3 separate regions of the Ovis aries genome follow, and regions 1 and 2 are each linked to region 3. Evidence: chromatin contacts called from public Hi-C data. All regions are on one chromosome and are shown on one strand. The core of a region is the stretch at or near the end of the contact, and the rest is flanking DNA. Distances in the headings are between cores, read along the strand shown.

The links. Hi-C and Micro-C count contacts between places; a contact is called where the count stands out from the background.
Region 1: a Hi-C map of skin fibroblasts shows a contact between it and region 3, with 2.6 times the contacts expected there. The contact joins the enhancer-like site here to the promoter of MTAP in region 3. A contact is called at or near these places in 2 of 16 Hi-C or Micro-C datasets (omental adipose tissue and skin fibroblasts).
Region 2: a contact with region 3 is called in a Hi-C map of liver, with 3 times the contacts expected there. The contact joins the enhancer-like site here to the promoter of MTAP in region 3. A contact is called at or near these places in 7 of 16 Hi-C or Micro-C datasets (blood, hypothalamus, liver and 3 more).

The regions. Positions count from the first base shown.
Region 1 is chr2:90,974,952-90,977,920 of ARS-UI_Ramb_v3.0, forward strand. No RefSeq gene overlaps it. Among named protein-coding and RNA genes, the nearest start is that of TRNAW-CCA, 91 kb to the left of the region's middle. Within about 2 kb of position 1,585, at least 7 of the 54 cell types and tissues checked have an H3K27ac peak or open chromatin away from gene starts, as enhancers often do.
Region 2 is chr2:90,316,288-90,319,330 of ARS-UI_Ramb_v3.0, forward strand. It overlaps IFNE (interferon epsilon), which reads right to left. Exons shown (of 2, transcript XM_060411002.1): 1 at 1-3,043. The coding sequence starts at 1,814. The coding sequence ends at 1,233. Among named protein-coding and RNA genes, the nearest start is that of IFNE, 31 kb to the right of the region's middle. Within about 2 kb of position 1,779, at least 2 of the 54 cell types and tissues checked have an H3K27ac peak or open chromatin away from gene starts, as enhancers often do. A contact at or near this core is called in liver, where this site is marked.
Region 3 is chr2:90,629,358-90,632,057 of ARS-UI_Ramb_v3.0, forward strand. MTAP (methylthioadenosine phosphorylase) reads left to right here and starts at 1,357. Exons shown (of 7, transcript XM_060411004.1): 1 at 1,357-1,476. The coding sequence starts at 1,444.

The DNA.
Region 1 (2,969 bases), core at 335-2,834, 350 kb after region 3:
ATTTTCAAATTAGGTACTGTTTAGGTGGGAACAGGGATATAGTGGTGTCAGTTAGGGACTGGACACAATAAATCCTAAAATCTTTAATTTGTATCTTATTTATTATTTAAACAAATATGTCGTTAGCAGTTATTCTGTGTGTGTGTATAGGGGGGCGGTTAGTGCTAATTTGCATCAAGAGAATTTATTGTATTTATAATAAGGTGGTCTCTGTTTACTGTCCCCATTTTACAGATGGCACCTCAGAGTCTGAGCAACTTACTATAGCTAGTCAAGTGGCAGAGCCTGGACTGAAAAGGGGAGTCTGATGCTTCTCCCATTGCACTAAGCTTCTTCCATGAATGTCAAGGGCAGCTGGATGATGGCATTCTTTTCAAACTCTAATCAAGGTGACTCTTTAGTAATCGGGGTTGTTGTGTGTAGTATTTTTGTTTGCGTTGTATCCTTCCTCTACAGGAAAAAGGAAAGATGACACATCTACACGGCTGCAGAGCACAAGTACCTTGACCTGTAAAGACATCTGCAAATATTCTGATCACTTTATAAACTATCTTAAGTAAGTGTGTGTGTGTGTGTGTGTGTGTGTTTAAAGTTTGGGTTGCTTTTCTGGATCAAGTTTTTAACAACTGTCACTGTTAAAAAAATGTCTGTCATTGTTGACATTGATTTTACTTAAAAATTTTTTTTGGAAGAACCAGAACTTTCCAATTTGGGGGTGGTAGTATTTGTTGATTAATTATTATGTACCAGGCACTGCTACATGTATTCTTTTTAAGCTGTCACTACAACCCAGTGATAAAAGAACTATTATTATCTTAATATTATAGAGAAGAATACTGAAGCACAGAAAAGTGATCTGCTCAAGGTGATGCAGCTAGCAGATAGGAAACTGGGGTTTGAACTTGGGCTGACTGGCTCCAGAGACTTGTGTTTAACCACAGCTTTGTAATATGCTCTGTTTTGGCACTTGACTGATGAGTGTGTGACCCTTCTTAGGTCAGTTAATAGTTGTGGTCTTCAGATTCCTTATTAGCACTAGCTAACTTATTCACTTAGCAGTACTCTTTGTTTACATACACATCTAACAATAACATTACCATCCTCACTTTACATATAGGGAAATTAGAATTTGGAGGGTTCAAGTAACTGCTACAGGTGGCCTATCTGAGATTCAAACCCATTTTAAGGGCTTATGCAGACTTAAAATTCTATACATTGAATCTTTTATTTGTTTTAAATTTCAAAGTGAAACTGATAACATGTTTGTTCTATAAAGCAGTTAGTGACAGTTCTTCCAAGATATGACCATCATCTACAAATGGTTGCAAATGTTTGGGAACCACTGACATAGATAACAGCAGTCTTAACAATGAAACACTGTGCTATTAATATTATATTATTGTTTTTTGAGAAGTCACATGTAGCAAGCAGGATGTTGCCGGACATGTTAGGCAAGCTGTTGCTAACCCAGAAGACTAAAAGGGATTAAATTCTCATTATTACTCATAGTTAGTCCCCAAATATCTGTGTATGTTCAGTTTCTTCAGTTTGGCAGGAAGTTTTAAAGAACTAAACAGCATGCCCTTCCGCCCCTGGCATATTCATAAGCTATTTTGGGGTGAGTCATCGGAATTCTGTGGTTTGTGTATCCTGAAGGGAGAGAAGAGACACTGTATGGTTAGCATTTATTTGAAAAAGCTAGTTGGAAAAAAAAAATTATGTGATAAAAGTTCAGTGTTAGGTAAGAAATTCTTGTGGAAGGACTTTGTTTTGTTATGAAGATTCAGCTCATAGCCACATCTCTGGGACTATAACATAAATCGTATTCTTTAGCCTGTGCATATTCACAGCTTAACCTAGAGCGTGTAGAAGCCCTGATCTCACATTTAATTGGGAGTAATACGCAGAGAGTAAACAACTGGTTAAATGACTCTTCTTTTGTCCTGGGGAGTCTCTGCTTCCTAATGCTAAAGTAATGCTCTAAGTTGGATAGAATTGTAGCCATGTGAAAACAGAGAGCAAGCTGAATCTCTAGTCTGTTGGATGATAATATCACCAATATTATAGTTGTGGATTATGATTAAATAATTACAACAGCAAAAAAAAAAAAAGTGGGAAGGAATTACTTTTTCTCCTTGTAGTTACAAGGGAGCCCAAGGAGAAATTTTAGTCATTAAACACATTTTTTTGTTCTTTTTTTAAAATTTGATAAATGTATTTTATTTTTTTAAACTGTTTGTTGGGTGTTGGAGTATAGCTGACTAACAATGTTGTGATAGTTTCAGGTAAATAGCAAAGGGACTCAGCTATACATAAACATGTATCCATTCTCCCCTAAATTTCCCTCCCATTCAGGCTGCCACATAACACTGAGCAGAGTTCCATGAGCTGTAAAGTAGGTCTTTGTTGGTTATCCATTTTAAATATAGCAGAAACACATTTTTTTTTAATCAGGAAAAGAAACTGATTATTAATGGAAGAAGGAAGGAAATACAAGTTGGTTTGATATTTATGGTGTGCCAGATGCTGCAATAGGACTCCCCAGTCTCAGAAATATTATTTATATCTGGGGAAAATATTATTTTCAGAAGTTGCAGTGAGCCTATGGTCCACAGCATTAGTTGTCTGTAGGACAGGTACCAGGAAAGGAAGTGATGATATCTGACACACATACTCAATCACAGTTACCCATTTGATTATGAGACCACTATTTGATCCTTAAAATGGTTTAGATGGAACATAAGTAGTGTATTACACAGCATTGAAACACATAATGAGTAAGGCCTTCTTTTTAATTTCCTCTCACTTTTCTGATTACATCAAATAGGAAATTTCATTTTGACATTAGTGAGATTTGAAATCTCAGAGCAGGCAACCACATTTCCCTAGACTTGAATAACTACTTACTCCAAGCACTTCTTTGTACAGTTACATTTTATTTATAGCAAGTGAAATTGTTTCTTTTTTTT
Region 2 (3,043 bases), core at 529-3,028, 310 kb before region 3:
TCCCACTCCAGGGCATACAACTGGAGAAAACTATAATTCAAAAAAATACATGCACCCCAATGTTCACTGTAGCACTATTTACAATAGCAGGACATAGAAGCAACTTAACTGTCCATCAGCAGAGGAATGGATAAAGAGGATAATATTCCATTATATATATAATTACATAATATTACTCAGCCAGAAAAAGGAATGAAATTGTGCCACTTGCGGAGACATAGATGGACCTAGAGACTGTCATACAGAGTGGAGTAAGTCAGAAAGACAAAACAAACATTATATAATTGTCACCTACATGTGGAATCTAGAAAATGATACAGATGAACTTATTTGCACAACAGAAATAGAGACACAGACGTAAAGAATAAATATATGATGTGATATCAATAGGGAAAGGGAGGTGGATCAGATGGTAAAGCATCTGCTTACAATGCAGGAGACCTGGGTTCAATCCCTGGGTCAGGAAGATCCCCTGGAGAAGGGAATGGGTACCCACTCCAATATTCTTGCCTGGAGAATTCCATGGACAGAGGAGCCTGGTGGGCTACAGTCCATGGGGTTGCAAAAGAGTCGGACATGACTGAACAACTAACACTTTCACTTTCAGGTATAAAATACATAACTAATAAGAACCTACTCTATAGCACAGGGAACTCTACTCAATGCTCTGTGGTGACCTAAATGGGAAGGAAATCTAAGAGGGAATATATGTATACATATAGTTGATTCACTTTGCTGTACAGCAGAAGCTAACACAACATTTTAAAGCAATTATACTCCAATACAAGTTAATTTAAGAAAAAGAAATCACTGGGATGAATATTCAATGATAAGCAAAGTATGACAGTGAAGATAAAGTTCATTATATCTACTTGGCCAGTTTTTATGAAAATATACCAATCTGAAGAACAATTATGAAATATTAATGAATCGCTTCAACTCATAAAAATTTCAGATGGACAGAAAATACAAAGTGACATTACAGAATAAAAACAACTGTAGTCAATGCGCATCATCTTTAAAGCAAAGATACATATATGTATATATATATACATACACACATACATATATATATATACATACACACACACACACACACACAAAAAACAAAAAACAAAAAACAAAGAATAGTACTACTTTAAAACAAAAAGAAATAATAGTGCCTGGAGAAATCCTACTCCTCCTCCGTGCTATGCTTTTAAAGCCTGCAGTTGGCTCTTCCTTCAAATGGTTCAAGTTTCCATGCCCTGTTCACTCAGCTTTCTTGTGAGTCGGAACACCAAGAACAGACACCGGTTGATTTCTACTTTGACAATGGTCCAGGCACAGCTGCTATAGTCCTGGCTTTCCAGGTAATCATGGATCCTTTGGAAATACATTTTAACCTGTAATCTAAGGTTCTCACTGCCCAAGGTGTCACTTTTCTTCTTTGCTTGCAGTCTCATGAGTGCTTCTAGGTATTCCAGCTGTTGAAGAAGTTCAACAAGGAACTTTTCTGTGTGACTTTCCTCCCAACCATCAAGAGAAGAGGTTGCCCTGAAGAGGTTGAAGATCTGTTGAAGCATCTCATGAAGGATGGCCAGTACTTGTCCTTTCTGATACTGGTGAGGATTCACAGACTTCTGGGGAAGCAGGAAGTTTTTCCTGTGCAGTAGACACTGCTGAATTGACGAGGTCTGCAGTTTATTCAAAAGTTTTAAACTCTCTTGGTTCACTCTCCTTTGCTGGCAAAGAACCAGTTTCAGCTCTTGGGAGCAAACAGTGGAAGAAGCCAACAGAACCAACACAATTTCAAAGAAAGCCTTGTTAATCATGGTGAAGGTCAAATATTCCACTTATCTCTGTGCAGACTGGATAAAGCTCCGTCTCTAGTGATTATTTGTTTTGTGCATCTTATTCTGGAAAGTATTCTCTTTTGTAGTTTTGTTTTCTAATGTTGTCATTTCTCCAAGTTTACATGTTAAGCTTTCTGGTTCCCTTTTCACAAGGTTTACGGGACTTTTTTTTTCCACTTTCCATTGTGTTGGCTTATTTGAGGAAGTAATCCAAAGAATTTGTTTTCTTTGCATGTGTTCCTTGAGACAATAATAGGCCAGTCATGCAAAATGATCTTCTATTACTCTCATTATTTATTATACACAAAGTTTCACTCAACACAATATGCTTTCTAAATATTTAGTCAAGCTTATTAAAGTTCTTTTACTGAGAGTAAGTTTTTCTTTTTAAAGGAATGGTCTTTCATGGAGTTATGTTTATCAGAGGCTTAACAGCACCTATATGGCGTGTGTGTGAGTGTGCTAAGTCACTTCAGCCATGTCCTACTTTTTGTGACCCTATGGACTGGGGCCTGCCAAGTTCCTCTTGTCCATGGAAATCTCTAGGCAAGAATACTGGAGTGGGTTGCCATGCCCTTCTCCAGGGGACCTTCCTAACCCAGGGATCGAACCCAGATCCCTTACATCTGCTGCATTAGCTGGTGGGTTCTTTACCACTAACACCACCTGGGAAGCCATAACACAGTCAGGCAAAAATTAAACAAGAAAAATTTAACTGAGTAAATTTAAAGGTCAAATTGGTTCCACCAAGCTATAGAAAAGGAAAGGTTTTTAAAGTAGAAACCGGGCAGAAAAAAGAAAATTATTAACAAAAAAAGTACTGTTTCAGGCAAAGTTGCCCTCCTAAGGGGGATGGAGGTGCCTATACGCAGATTACTTCACTACTGCTAACCAGGTAATTCTAGGTTGACTGGTTAAAGGTTACATTCCTGGGGTGTTGAAATTGCAATTAAGTTAAATATTAAGTCTTGGTTTACTGGCATGGAGTTTAGCATAAGTAATTCCATTTTGGGTCTGTTGTGTCCTTTTTACACTACTAAATTTAAAACCTCAAGTAGAACTGTATCTTTGCACAAATGCTTGAACAGATTAACCTTAAGATATGTATCAGCAATCTTAAATTGCTTTGTGTCTTAGCCAAGCAGTTCAATATCTAAGATTCTAGCCTATGGAAGTAATATAAAAAGGAAAATATTAGCAAAGGAAGA
Region 3 (2,700 bases), core at 107-2,606:
GTAGTTATCTTACATCAAAGCACCTAAGTTTGTCAAGATTCCCTAACTGTGAAGCACCATGTAACCCAAGGTCTCTGTGTCCCTGCAGTGGTTCCCCTCTGAGCAGACAAGCTCCTAGGAAACCACATTCAGGAGCAACTTGCAGCCCCCTGCCCTTTCAAAGGAGCACTCCAGTCTTCCACTTTGCCATTTCATTTTATAATTTAAAAGAAACAGAAGAAAACTTTACATTGCAAGAAAAGTTACATCTTGAGCAAATAATGAGTGAAAATTTTTACTGTTTTAAGTAAACAGGATATGGGAAGCACCCAGTGATGTCTGAATGAAGTTATACTTGTGTGGGGTTTCAGTTTTACTGCTGTAGGGAAAAAAGGAAGTTCACCCCTCCACAGCCATTCTCCCACCCCCAGAGTAAAATCTTCGCAACATTTCTGCCTATCAGAATATCACTGTCACCCAGCATTTTGTTGAAGAGAATTCAACTCATCCAAAGAGTTTAAATTGGATTATCCCAATGAAGGGCTGGTGCAACGTGAAAGGGCGGGTGGAGGTGGGGGGTACCCAACTAGTGGTTGAGTGATGACAGAAATCCGGATTCTGAATCTAGTTGAATTGGACTTTGATCGGGTTGGTTTGGGTTGAAGTCGGCCTTGGCATTGTGGACCCAGGCTGGAAGTTAGGGTATGGTTTATCCCGTGGAAAACCTGCCCCATAGCCAGAGTTTGTAGGTCAGAAAGTTTATCATTATCCAGCAGCACGTTACCCTGTTTCTTTCTGTCATCCCAGAGTCTTGGGCCAGCCAACCCCACTCTGTTCTGTCTCCAACGACTTAACAGAAAGGAGCAAACCCCCGGTTGAGTACCGGGGATGAGACGAGTCAACGGCACCCCGCCCCACATTCGCAGCTGGAGGCAGCCTCAGCGAAGAGCCTGTCCCCTCGTCGCCACGATTCTCCCTCCCCCGCCCCCGAGAACTTCTGGAACAAGATGGGCCCGACTCTACAGATGAGGCCGAGCTTGCCGCGGATACGAGACGGCGCCAGAAGCGCTGCTCTTCCTTGTCGTGTTCTTGCGAAAGTTAACAGAGCCGATGAGAGTGCAAAGCACAAAGTCTGGAACAGCATAAGCTGTCAATCAACGGTCCCTATTATTATCACTATCATGAACCCGTTAGCTACAACTGGGGGGGAGGCGAGGCAGGGAAATCAACCGAGAACCGAAAAGGTCTGCAGAAGAGGCGGGAGGCGGGCGTCTGGAATTGAGAGGGGAGGCGGGGGAGAGCCCACGCCAGCAGCCAATCCAGCTGTCCCCGGGAGGAAGAGGCGGAGCCACCGCCGACCCCAGGACCTCCCTGCTCAGTCCCGCGCCGCGCGCCTGCACCCGCGCAGCTGCTCTGTTCCCCGCCTCCATCCCGAGCGTGGCCGCCGCTCCTTCCTCGCCAGACATGTCCTCAGGTGCCACTCCGGCTGCCGTGAAGGTGAGATTAGACGTCCTGGCTGCTGCGATCCTGCCTGACCTGTACGCTGTCTCTCTCTTCCGGGCGGACAGCGCCTCTGGGCCGTGCGCCTAGCGGGGGCGCCCCCGCCGCGGCGGGGAGGGTCTGCGGCTTAGCCCGGGGCGGCGAGCGAGGGACAGGAAACCACTGCAGAGTTTGCCATTGCCTTGCCTTAGGTCTCAGCTGCTCACGCAGGGCGAAGGCACGCCCTTCGGAGAGGGGCCGCGAATCGGTACTGCAAGTACCTTTCCGAGCAGATGGGTCAGGCTGGGGCTGGGTGTGCCGCGGGGTGGGCACCTACAACCCCTGAAGGTCTCCTCGAGCCCTGAGCCCTGCCCGACTTAAACGCTTCCGCTCCGACTTGGCCCTCCGCCCGCGGCCCACGTGGGAAAACTGCATGCTTGCTCTTTTGCAAGCTTCCGGCTTTTTGTTTGTGTTCTAAACGTAGGCCTTCTCTGCTTTGGGAACTCTTGAGAGTTTTTACAACACCGAAATGGAGTATAGGAGTACTGGGCCGCTCCCTGTTTGGAGGCCTCTGGCTTTAACCTGCTTTGCTGTTGTTTAGTCGCTAAGTCGTGTGGGACTCTTTGGGACCGCATGGACCACCATAGCCCACCAGGCTCCTCTATCCTTGGGATTTCCCAGGCAAGAATACTGGAGTGGGTTGCCATTTCCTTCTCCATAGGATCTTCCCGACCCAGGGATTGAACCCCGACTCCCCCTTGGCAGCGAATTCTTACACCATTGAGCCACCAGGGCAGCCCAAACTGCTTTGTGGGCAACCTTGGAAGGTGGAGATCAGTTTCCTTGCCCTCGGTCTTCAGGGGTCTCCGTATAAGGGATCATTGTACTGTGGAAGCTTTGACCAGTAGTTCCAAGGTTTGCAACGAGTTTCCCAGGGGCTTTTAAACAGTTTTTCCTGTTGGTCCTGGCTTGGGGGGGGGGGGGGGGGGCGGGGAATGTAGAATTACAGTCCACAGAAGTAAATTAATGATCAAAGTTAACATCGCTTTCAGGCCTAACCAGCTAAGAGGTCAGTTAACTTGTCTGGCTTTAGACATTCTTGGCTGATGAGATAGGAAGGTCCATGATTCCACGTTTTGTGGAATCAGTTTTCAGTTCCCCTGGAGAAAGCAAATCTGTGGTCAGTGTGTACTCAGCCAGAGTGATTACCTTAGTAGGCCCTTGCAGCTATCAGAGACACTA